Regions from separate parts of the Zea mays genome. Here region 2 is linked to region 1. The links are chromatin contacts, called in public Hi-C maps. All regions are on one chromosome and are shown on one strand. The core of a region is the stretch at or near the end of the contact, and the rest is flanking DNA. Distances in the headings are between cores, read along the strand shown. Region 1 holds the start of LOC100278614. Region 2 holds the start of LOC103653189 (type I inositol polyphosphate 5-phosphatase 12).

Region 1 (6,214 bases), core at 264-2,763:
GTTTAAGCCCCATATTTTGCATTTTTATTTGTTTTTCTTTTGTTTATGTTGCTGGTGTGTCCGCTCAAATTTATTTCTCGCCTAGATTTTTTTATCATTGTCACTACTCATTTTTTAAATAACTCATTAGGTATATTTTTTTTCTTGGGTTTTTTCGAAAAATGGCTAAAATATAAAAAAATCGGTCCACCCCACCACACGGCCTGTTTCACTTTATTTCACCGATTCTCTGCCGTCTCATGTGATGGCACTTCATTCCTTCCTTCATGCTGTTCTTTCTTCCTTTTTTCAAGAAAAAAAAGACGACCATATCGTCAATTGGTGCAAAAACCTACGTGGTGTTTGTTTCTGCAGAGAGACCTAGAGTTGTTTTTTTACCCCTGCCTAGCTTATTACTTGGTTTGTAAATACTTGTGTTATGTTGCAGGCGTCTGCATATGAAGCGGAGTTGAAAGAAATGGAGGGGCAGTCCAGGGAAGAGTATATTGGGTCCTTAAGGAGGTAGCTCTTGAATTTCATCACCCACCCCCCCTCCCCCAAAAAAAAAGTGTTTCACTTTATTTTTTAGGAATTAAAAAGTGCTATAATTGATTCCATGGAATTGTTTGAACAATAGCGAATCACACCCATGTGCTTAACCAAATAACCAGGTCCATGTGCTTTATTGCTTTGCGGGCTTTACTGCACAGTGCACACGTTTATTTTTGGAAGCTAGGAAATGAGTTCGTGCATGGACGCTTTTGTGCTGGCAGCAAAAGCCCCAAGACAAAAAAATATACCTAATGAGTTATTTAAAAAAATGAGTAGTGGCTAGATAAAAAAAATCTAGGCGAGAAATAAATTTGAACGGACACACCAGTGACATAAACAAAAAAAGAACAAATAAAAATGCAAACTGTGGGGCTTGTACCCACGACCACAAAGTTAGAAGTCTTGTGCTCCACCAAGTGGGCTAGACAGGCTTTGTGCTCATGTTTGCAACAAATATATTAATAACACAACCGAGCTCGGCGCCAAGATCTGTGGCGCCGAGCTCGGTTCCACGTCGACGCCACGCGTCCGTGTTGTGCCAACGCAACACGACCTCGGCGCCATAGCCTATGGCGCCGAGCTGTGTTACTTCGGCGCCATAGGCTATGACGCCGAGCAAAGGGTCCAAAAATGACATTAAAATTTTTTAAGATCTAAACGTGAATTTTTTTCCGAAAAATGGCTAAAATACAAAAAATTCGGTCAAAGTGACTGCCGGAATAGGAGCCGTCGATCGCATATTTGCATGCACAATTAATTCCCTTGCCACGCGCGCCTTGATTGCATGCATCTGCCCCATCTCCCTATCGCCTGAAATACCTGCTGGGCCTAATTACTAAGTTGGGTCGCGGCCCGACTGACATAGCAGACCAGCAGTAGCGTTAGCGTGATGCGGTATATCATTAGTCCCACCTCACCTATCCAATAGCACCAATGCACAAACTCTTCTATATAAAGAGACAGAGGGCGCTGGGATCAAGCATAAGGATCTGTCTTACTTATGCAGTCTAGTTTAATTAATTGAATTAATTTATTGTTATTTTTTGGTAAATTCCGAATCCTAAAATTCGGTATAAATTCTGATAATTGCTTCCGTTTTAGATTCGAAAAAGTATAATCTGTGGCGCCCAACGGTACTCATACTCAGCGCCCCCAGACCGCGAGGAGTTGTCGGCGGCGGCCACGAGTGGCGTGCATATTGCAGTGACGTCCCGAAGGATTCATCACTCCACAACCGTTGTGTCCGAGGCTTCGACAGCGGAGGCCGTAACGTGAGTATTCTCGCTGCTGTTCTTCTGCAGTCTAATTTAGATTCAGCCCTTGTTAGCTTGTGAATTGGTGTTCAACCTCACCTGACTTGTTAGGATGCAATCGGAAGCGCCGATATCGGACTATTGTGTTCTCCAGTTCGACCTCGAAGATTCGGAGACAAAGAACATCGCCATCGGGCACTCTATCAGCTACGATGATATCTCCTTAGGGGGACACCTCTGGGGGATTAACTGCTACCCTCGTGGGGATAGGGAAGAGGAAAAGGGCGAGTACTTTTCCTTATTCCTCTACCTTATTGGCGACTCAAAAGGCAAAGGCGTCAATGTCATCTTCCATGTTTTTTGTCTGGAAAGAGAAGGCGAAGCATCTGCCTTCTCCAGTTTCTCCGATGATAAGAGGCTAGCCAAAGTGTTCTCAAGTAAATGCCCCGAATACCCTGAAGGCCACCGAAGCCATGGGTGGCATAAGTTTATGAAGCGAAGCGTTCTTGAGTCATTCTTTATAGTAAATGGTAGGGTGACGCTTATATGTACCATCATGGTTCTGGGTGCCGGCACCATTCCAGTGCCACCCTCCAACATAAGTTCTGATCTTGGTTGTCTGCTCAAATCCAATGTCGGTACAGATGTTTCATTCATTCTTAAAGGCAAGATGATCCAGGCTCACCGTGCTGTTCTCGCTGCCCGCTCGCCAGTCTTCAAAGCTCAGCTATTTGGCAACATGGCCGACGCCACAGCGTCATCCATCACACTGCAGGACATGGAGCCAGCAACTTTTGAAGCTATGCTTGCCTTCATGTACACAGATGAGATGCCTGAAGATAACGAGCTTGGAGGCTCTCCCACTCAAATGGTGCAGCATCTGCTTGCTGCGGCTGACCGCTATGCATTGGACAGACTGAAACTGATGTGTGCTCGGAAGCTATGGGACATTATTTCGATGGATACATTTGCTTCTACTCTAGCCTGCGCCTATATGCACAGCTGTGCAGAGCTGAAGAGCAAGTGCATTGGCTTCTTTGCCGTGGAGAATAATTTCAAGAAGATAGTGTTCACAGCTGGTTTCATATGGTTGGTGCAGGAATTTCCCGATCTTGCTGATGAGCTGAAAGAGACAATTGGGATATAGTACAACATGCTGAAACCTCTACGTGTATATAGTCTACGTATTCAACCGTGGATTCACTGTGTGCCATTTTGGAACTATGTATGGTTGATCTTGTTACCATATTTCTTGAATTGCTGATCTTGTAGATTTCTAAGCATATAGGAATTAGGATAGGTAGTTTTGTGGACGAACTGAATGCCTGATCTTGGTACCATATTTCTTCAATTCCTGAATGAAGATGCTGCAAAGGATTACTGATATGGTTGGCAAGGTGGGTGGTAGTGGTACTGGCAGACAATTCAGGTGCAAAGCCACAGAGGATATGCTAAACTAGCAGACTAGTTCATTTTTTGGGTTTTATTTGTGTAAACATAACCTTAATCCCCTAGATAATATAAAGTGTATGTTGCGATTATAAAATACCTATGGTATCGCAATTTGTTGTAATTTGGTTTATTTTACCTTTGCTATTTGATTCATGGAACAATTGGATTTATACCATTAAAAGATCCAAACTTTAGATATATACCATGGACCCCACATGTCATTGACTCATGTGGACCCACATGTAAGTGAGATAGTAATGGTATGGATCCAAAGTGGTGATCTTTTAATGGTATGGATCCAAATTTCCCTTGATTCATTTGAGAACTGGAAGTCTGGAAGTAATGTCGCGTTGACATGCATTGGAGGCTTAGAAAACACCCTGTCTTGTGTATCAAGATGTATATTTAGACAGTGAGTTGGTAGTATGTATTTTACTCTTTGTGGCCTTGGTTTATGTGAAGCTCCTCTATTTATAGATGAAATTAGGTTTATGTGACGTTCCTCTATTTTATTTATAGATGAATTTAGGGTTTCAGGTAAAAATATATGTGAAGTGCCTTGATTGCCATATTCGAAGTGTTTGATCAAATAAAAACTCTCAAATACACAAATAAAATTGCAAAAAACTCGTTATCTTGGGTATTTAAGCTTGTCACTGTTGTAGAAAACTTAAAGATCTGATTGTTTGTGAGTATAAACTAGACAGATTTTTCGTCTCACCATAAATAAGTACATCCGACCTGCCTTAAGTGTAAGACCTAAAATTGGCAGAAAAAATATCATAAAATAATAAAATAAAGAAATAGATATATTTATAATAGTGTTCTAGAATTTTTGAAAGTCTTGGGAAAATTTACTATGACCTTTCCTAATAAAATAATAATGTTAATTTAGTAGCCACTAGATAAATAATGAGGAGAGGCAACCCTTGCTTATAATCTGTGGTGATACATCCTATTATAATGAGGTATCATAATTTAATTTTGATCTCAAAATTTTAAATTGAAAACATAAAAGAGAAAATGAGGAAAGAAATTGTGATTGAATCATTTATTACTAGAATTATATAAGGGGAAGGAGAATAAATACTAATACTGAAAATAGTAGCGTATATATTCATAATTGAATCATATTTGATACTGGGAAGTTGAACTTCAAAATAGGAAATTTGAATTTGAATTGAATATTGTAAACTTGAAATAAAGAAAATAAAAAAAACAAAGGGAAAAGAATAAACTAAAACGGATTCGGCCCAGCTCCACCCGTCTGCCTTGGCCTAATGGGCCAAATGCACATCCGCGCGGCCCATTTCTCTTTCCATCCCCTTTTTCTTCGGTCAGCCGCTTCCAGTGGGCCCGACTAGTCAGGTCTTCACACGCGCGCGGCCGTGATCCTCCTCTTCGCAGCGTCGACTCTGTCTAACCGGTGGGCCCGTCAGGTCGGTATTCTCTTCTCCGCAGGAATCGCGCACGTTTCTGTCCCCGTCCGCGTTACGCCATTGCCGGCGAGATTCCCGCAAGCCTGGGACCGAGCCTCCCCCTTGACTCGTGGCTCACACTGGTGGCTGGGGTCCTCTCCCTCGTTTCGCACCGTGCGCAATTGAATTCGCGGTGTCCGGGCGTCATTGCGGACCAATCCGCGTGGGGGAGGCGAGTCCACCGCATGCGCAACGGCCGCCGCGCGTTTTCCGCCGCCGCAATACTAGCTGGCCAACAACCCTCACGAGACCTCGCAACATCAACAAATCGGAGACCAGTTCTGAGGTATAAATCCTCGACGTCGTGTGACCTCTCGCCATCATCGCGGAGCTGCCGGGTCAACACCAATCAAACAGCGCACCTTCTGTTCATCTTCAGAGAGTTGGGGGATTGTGCCTTGTGTCAGCACCGTGCGGGGCGGGCTATCGCTGGCAGTGGAGGGCACCCGGGAGACCGAGAATTTCTCGACGTCGGTCGCCGCCGCCATTGATCCGCTCCTCGTCGTGCTCATGTGCGTCTGCGTCATCCACTGAGGTGAAAGCACATCCATGTAGTTTGCCTTTTCCTTCTCAACGTGTAGCACTGGTTATAATCGAATTTGGGGCACTAAACTACATTCCGCCGCGCGCCAGCCAGTGTCTGCCACCACCGCGTTTGGCCAGTGTTGGGGGCGGCTAAGATTAAAACATCCATACCCCTTTGGATGCTTTGAATCGGGACCGCTAGTTGTTAATCCTAGGGTTCAGGTTAGTTTCGTCCATGGCCATCCCTTGTCCGCTGATATGTGATCCGAGGGCCACAAGTGCAGATTGGTTCACTTTAAGTTAGGTTCAATCTGGGCCATCTAGATCAGATCGGGCGGCCCTGGATGGAGGATACCCCTTCGCGGTGTCTATTTTTCTAAAGAGCCCCTCCGTTTCTGGCATATGAACCCCCTGTATTTATCTGCTTTTATGCACTCGGTCCAGGGAATTGAGAATTTAGGAAATCGATTATAGAAATTGATTTTTAACTCAAGAATAATTCTAGAAACTTGTAAAATGCATATAAAATTCATTTTAACTCCTTTTTGACTCATTCCGGTTCCTATAATTTTGTAATAATATTGTTTATCGACTGGTGTCTCTGTTTTAACATAAAACACATATTAGAATTGATCACTCAATTAATCTTGTAACAAATAGATAAAGCCTTTAGAGATTCGTAACTCCTTTGTTCTAATTCCGATTTGATCCATTCAAGTTGCGTTAGTCTCGTACAATTATCTTCTATGCATTAACAACATTTATTATACCATGTCTCATTATTTTATGATTAGATCTTTAATTAACTTATGTTGGTTAGTCTTGTTAATGTGCTCACCATTATCCACCAATATATGATTTATGGTAAATTTATAACTTAGATTAAAGTTGAGATAATTATTTATAGAATAACCTCTTATATAATTTATATTAACCAATTTATAATATAGTTTAACATTTTAATCACATAAATCC
Region 2 (6,549 bases), core at 1,388-3,887, 410 kb before region 1:
AAGCTTTCTCTTGTGCAACATTCCAAGTCCCAACCAGTATTTTAAGGTTCTCTAGCCTTGTGTATAACAGTTCCCTGCTAGCCAACTCATAGCATAGAATATCATCTAGGGAGCTAGGGGAACTTAGAGGCCATCCTCGAATACCACCATGATGTGCCAAAGAAAAAATGTAAGAATCACTAATTGCCATGTCTATGACTGGGCAGCTATGACCAATCCATCCTGCCTGAAGGTTACCTTCGACATCGACAACTTGAATAGTGCCACTTGCATAGCCCACCCAAACCTTGTCTCCGAGTGTCTTTATGCATCGAACAGAAGAACTATGGTAATGAAATTCTCGCAGTCTATTCCCATTTCCATCCCAAACAATAATTGAACCATCTGTGCAACCAGACCAAATTGTCCCATTCATTGCTTGAGCCACTGCTTCAGTTCGCCGATTATCTTCGACAAATGTCCCTTTTGTTGCAACTCTGCGTACAGCATCAGCTGCGCCCATCAAGGCATTCCTAGATTTCTGAAAAAATGTGAAAGAACCTTGCGGCCTCTCCCTTTTTGTGGGTTTTACTTTAATCTCTTCCTCTATGAATTGTTCGGGCATTACTGGGGCCTCAGGACGAGCTAAGTCGACTTGTCCATCGATGCCAAATACTTTTAAAAGTTCCCTAGTCTTAGCATCCCTGTATAAAATGTATAAGAAAAATAAGAGCCAGGAACTTGAGTCAACTGTTAGATATATCTGTATTTATCAAAGTATACCAAAGAGCAAATGTCATGCTAGTTAGACTCCAAATTTTCGCTCGGCAGTTGTCTGCGAGCATGTGTTTCACATCAGCAGCAGGCAATGAGCACATGTTACCAATTGTAGCATGGTTTCTAAGGTCAATATAAGATTTTTCAACCAGCGAGGCAGCGTTATGACGTTCTCCTGATGTAAATGAGAGGGACTTAGCAATGGTGTCCCAAGGCCATGCCTTTATGGCACCGCCTTCTGATCCGGACCAAATTTCACCTGTTTCCAAGAGATTAAATGAAACAATAAATTTGGATAGCTTCTAGCCATTCTAAATCCAAATCTATGTTAGCACATAAACTATAAAACATCGGAGATGAATAAACTCGAACAATAAGGGTCTAGTGTTTCAGCCATTGGCAGATAGCAAAAGGAAAGCGTCCCAATGAAGCTGGGAGAATAGGTTTAGAACTTTTGATCGAGAGTACAGAGTTGTTGATCAAGAACCATATAGATTATGGTTAACATCACTGAATATCTCAGCAACAACAAGGAACGATTTGGATTTGCAAATTAGTTCTTAAGGATAATGATAGTTAGAGGTTCCACATGCTAAAATACTCAACATACATAGCTAAGATTTAACGGTGATGGTGGCATGATAATAATGTTCTAATTTGGGATTCAAAATTCTCGTCAGCGACGAGTCAATAACTATACTGATACTGACTACCGGAGGTCCCAGAACTTCATTGCTAAGCTACCACATTTCAGTCACGTGAAACCAACCAGTAAAACCGAACGTTCTGGATTCCCAATACTCTGCTAGAAGCAGCCAACAGAGTGCAAAACAACGAGATGATCGAGTAAGCAAAGCTTGTTACCGTACAACGTGACGACGATGGCGAGCACCGGCGTGCGACTGTACGCCTGCCACGAGAGGGCCTCCTTGAACATGGGCGCACTGCCGGCGGAGTATCCTCCGGCGGGCGCGGCGTGGTCCATGCGCCACGCCCTGATCCTGCCGTCCCTGTGCCCCGTCCACACCATCCCGTTAGCGCCGTCGACAGCGGCGCAGAGCGCGGGCGGGACCGGCACGGACTCTCTGAACGGCGCGGCCTCCTCGTCACCGCGGCGCCGCGGCCCGGCGCCCGGCCACCACCCACGGAACACCTCGTGGAGGCCCCACACTCGAACCCCGGACTCGGCGCCCGCCCACAGCTGCCGTCGCCGCGGGTCGCAGGCCAGCGTCCTCAGAAAGGCGCCCGCCTGTGTCTCCCGCAGCGGGTGGGGCCGCACCTCGAGCGGCGGCGGGCGCGCCGGGTGCATCGCCGCGCGGAGCGGCACGCGGAAGATGCCCTCGCCACCGCCGGCGCCGACGAACTCTGGCAGCGCGCCGTCCGCACCGCCGTACTGCGACATGGCCCGCTCGAGTGCCGCCGCCGGCGCCGACGCCGAGCCGCCTTCGATCCAGGCTGCGAAGGAGGCCGAGCGGGCGTGCGCCAGCTCTCCGTGGCGCTGCGGGAATGATGCGCAGCGCTGCGCCGAGGCGGAGGCGAAAGGGACGTCACAGTAGCTGAGCACGCGCGGCGCGGCGCGGCGGGTGCACGCGGGCGAGGAGGCAGGCTCCGTGTCGCGCGGCAGGTGCAAGTCGACGGCTTTCCGCTGCGCCGCTGGTTCGTCGTCCGGGTCCATGCCCCTGCGCGCGACGCGAGTTCCAGTCCGGCTTTGCAATTTTGGTAGCGATGAGAAGGCGGCGGGACTGCAGGAGGACTCGAAGAGAGCGCCGGAGATGTGTGGGAGAGTCGGGCGGGGTCGGGGAACGGAGGCCACCCGTTGCGGGAGCAGAAGGAAGCAGGGACAGAGGGGTGGTGAGGCAACAGACAACTCTTGTGAGTTGTGAGCGTGGATTGCTGGCATGTGGGTTTATATGGGTGGATGCCTCGTGGACCGGGACCACGGTGGCAGGGTGTAACACCCGGTTTTAAGGAACAAACCGAGTATATTTCATACATGCGCCAAAGAAGACAACATATATAATAACAGATTGTATAAAGATAAATATCACAATAATTAGAGTATTTATTACATAGCGCAAGTCTTACTAAATAAAAGATAAATATAAAACGAACTAAGAATCATTCTTGGCGCAAGTCAACTGGAAGACGCCACCTAGATCGAATCAAACTCCTCGTGGTGTGGCTCCTCTTGAACCACCTGTTCTTCTCCTGTGGGGGGTGTGAGACAGCAAGAATGAGCTCACACATGTTCATCACTCAACAAGTTGTGAGGAAATAATGTGGCATGAACTCACCAAATGTGAGAGTTCATGTAATGTGTAAGGCTGATTACCAATAGGGATTAAAGCTGAGCATTGCTTTTAATAAGTTGGTCAAAATTTTATTAGCAGTTACTAAATGTAAGTAAATACCAAACCTTAATAAAAGTAATAGAACAAAATTAATAAATAATCTCATGCAATGTAAATGACAAATTGAATTTAAGTTCCATAAATTAATCATGCGAGAGTCCCAAGTTGCTCATGACCGTGAGCTTGGCTAGTATACCAGTTTTACACTCTGCAGAGGTTGTACCATATACCCACAAGTCATGTTACCCATCTGCCAAGGGATCGCGACTCCCATACACCTCTACCAAGGAAGCGAGACAGGGCAACACTACGAAGCCTTTACAAAGTTCCACTAGCTTCCGAAAACCCGCTACAGTTTATGGGAAGAGCACTTGCAAGAATCCCCCGTCTGACCGCCATCGCAGCAAAATCAACCCGAAAACCTCCTTGCAACTCCTCTACTGCCCTTGCCTTTTTCGGGTAAGGTAGTCTTCCACTAGCTTTCCTAATTAGTCAGCCAAGGGCGTCCCATTCCACCCTTGTGGTGGCACGTGTTTCTCAAGTTAAGCTCCATGTTCCAATTAAAGATAACGATCTTGACATGAACATAAATAAAATAACAAAATAATTGGAACATGGATATAATGAAATATTAATCCCAAAACCATATAGAGCAATAACAAAACTACCCAATGATTCAGGGGTGAACAAGGTAAAAGATAAACAGACTAGGGTGACCTATTGGGTCCCATCAAAATTAAACCTATGCATTGAATAGTGATAATAAAGAACATTATTGGGTAATAAAAGTGGACAAGGGCACAACTTGCTTGGCACTTGAGATTCCAAATACCAGGGTGATTCTTCAGATCCTCGTAACCGCACTGCTAGTCGTAGCAATACAAACAGACATAGTATAAACAAAATTAACATCACACCAAACATAAGAACATACTACATAATAATGATCTACGCGTTGCTACGAGATCGCGGAAACGAGAACCACTAAAATCGGAGTTATGGCTAAGGAGTTATGAAGTTATGATTTTATAGAGGATTTATGTGATTAAAAATATTAAACTATATTATAAATTGGTTAACATAAATCGTATAAGAGGTTATTCTATAAATAATTATCTTAACTTTAATCTAAGTTATAAATTGACCATCGATCATAGTTTAGTAAATAATGATGAACACATTAACAAAACTAACCAACATAAGTTAAATAAAGATCTACTTATAAAAGAATGAGACATGGTATAATAAATGTTGTTATTGTATTGTAAATATTTATACGAAACTAACGCAACTGGAACGAGTCAATTCGGAATTAAAACGAAGGAGTTATGATTTTTTGAGGATTCTATGTGTTTTGTACAAGATTAAATAGAATATAAATTTTAATGTGACTTTCATGTCCAAACAGAGGTACTATATGATAAACAATAATTTTATAGACTTATAGAAATTGGAATGGACTCATTTGGATTTAATATGAATTTTCCATGAATTAAATGGTTTTCTGCAATTATTTTTAAACCAAAAATCAATTTCTAAACTCCTTTTCCCTATTTTCTTTAGTTTCTGGATTGCGCCACAATTTCTAGAAAAGTCAAGGGCTGACGCATAAGAAATCCTAAGACTCAGCCTAACCACGAGTTGTACTGCAGGTTTATTATGAAGAACCCTGAGGGCTCTTTAAGAAAAGTACCCAGCCGAAGGGGTATGAGTGATCGTGCGTCGTTGGATCCAAAACCTAGGGCTCAGATTCGATCTAGCCGTCGGTGCTCTGATGCGCTGCCCAGGACACGCGGATCCTAATCCAATGGTCAGAATAGACCACGGTTCCTAACCCTCCGATTGGGAATCTACGGCCAAGGTTTACCACGCGCGAAAGGGTACGCAACGATCAGATCAAGGCCGTTCAGAAGACATCCAACGGTCGCGCTTCTCTCCCCAAATCCACACGCAGGTGCGGCGGCGCCGTTCATCTCGCGGTGGCGCACTCGCCGCCACGGCGAGCGATGCCCAAATCGCCGCCCCATTTCCAATCTGGGTGAAGCTACTCGATCCCGGGACCACGATGATCTGTGTGGGGCCCTAATCACTACGTTCGACTACCGCGAGCACAGTGCCCACGGATTCCCACTCCCCGCGGCGGCGCCGTGAAGTCCGGTGAGAAACTCCACCTCACCGACGACCCTACCCTTCTAATTCACTGGTGCAACGTGTTGCAGATATCAAGGCAAGGGATACGACGGCGGATTACCTGTGAATCGATCAGAGGTGAGCCCTGACCGCGAGGGCAGGCGACACAGCAGCAGTGGCTGACCCCGGCGACGAATTCACGCGTCGCTAACCACCCACGCACGAAGTTGCGCAGTTGAACATGTTCTGCGCATGACACTTCTCCACCGAATCCGCGCTCTGAAGCTCAATGGTGACAGAGGAGTGGTCTCTACGGATGCGACTCTCACTATCTCCTTTCCGATCGGCGACGGAGGCTTCGGCCTACGACTACGGCACAAAAAGGGTCAACGAGTGGAGAGGAGGGGGCGCAGCTTATGTGGGAGGGGGAGCCGGGTAGAATCCGTCAACGGACGCCGGGATTCCCGGCGCGCTCCCGCCAGGAGCGGCGAAGTCGTTGGAGAAGACGACTGACACGCGGGTGAGCGACCAACGGGGCGGTCCCACAGGTAAGTGACCCGCAGCGAGGGGATAAGCCTAATCCGCGGGATTCACATGCCAGTGGTAGCACAGCGCGTAGATGACAACTCCGAGTGGGCCGCGCGGGATAGGAATGTAAGTGGGCTAAGGAGAGGGGAGAGGAAAAGGAAGTGGGCCTGGGCTGAATCCGTTTTAGTGTATTCTTTTCCTTTTTTTCCTGTTTTGTTTTCTTTTTATATTGAATTCCAAATTTTCAATCTGGAATTTGAATTCAATTTCACAACAGAATTTGTACTCCATTTTAAATATTTAGTTTGAACATTTCAATGGGGTGGATTTGATTATGGATTTGTTTTGTGCTCTATAGTATTTCTTCCTTCTCCTCAAACCCTAAAATTTCCTCTTCTACTTCAAAGTTCTCACTTCAAATTGAAACATATGTTTCGAACTTTAACTTTTCCAGTGTCAAAATTAATACTACTATGAATATAAACCTTACTGTTTATGATAATATATTTTTATTCTTTTCCTTATTATTTATTTATGGGAGAAATAAATGGTTTTATTAAAATCCCCATTCTTATCTTCTATCTTATATTTGTATTTGAAATTGGGTATCAAGTTTATGCTTTCCATAAAATGCATCACCCAAAAATTATCATCAAGAGATCAACCTTTTCTTTATTAATTTATCAGTTACTTAACTAATTTAAAATTATTGTTTAGAGTATGAGGAGGGAGATTTCTAATAGATTCCAAAGGTCTTAAAAAAGTTCTCACCACGCTTATTATT

The links. Hi-C and Micro-C count contacts between places; a contact is called where the count stands out from the background.
Region 2: a contact with region 1 is called in a Hi-C map of ear, with 2.1 times the contacts expected there. The contact joins the promoter of LOC103653189 here to the promoter of LOC100278614 in region 1. A contact is called at or near these places in 5 of 25 Hi-C or Micro-C datasets (bundle sheath, ear, endosperm and 1 more).

The regions. Positions count from the first base shown.
Region 1 is chr4:44,541,449-44,547,662 of Zm-B73-REFERENCE-NAM-5.0, reverse strand. It overlaps LOC100278614, which reads left to right and starts at 1,513. Exons shown (of 2, transcript NM_001151836.2): 1 at 1,513-1,802; 2 at 1,896-3,052. The coding sequence starts at 1,897. The coding sequence ends at 2,931.
Region 2 is chr4:44,951,358-44,957,906 of Zm-B73-REFERENCE-NAM-5.0, reverse strand. LOC103653189 (type I inositol polyphosphate 5-phosphatase 12) reads right to left here and starts at 2,637. Exons shown (of 11, transcript XM_008680148.3): 1 at 1,621-2,637; 2 at 763-1,015; 3 at 1-683. The coding sequence starts at 2,431.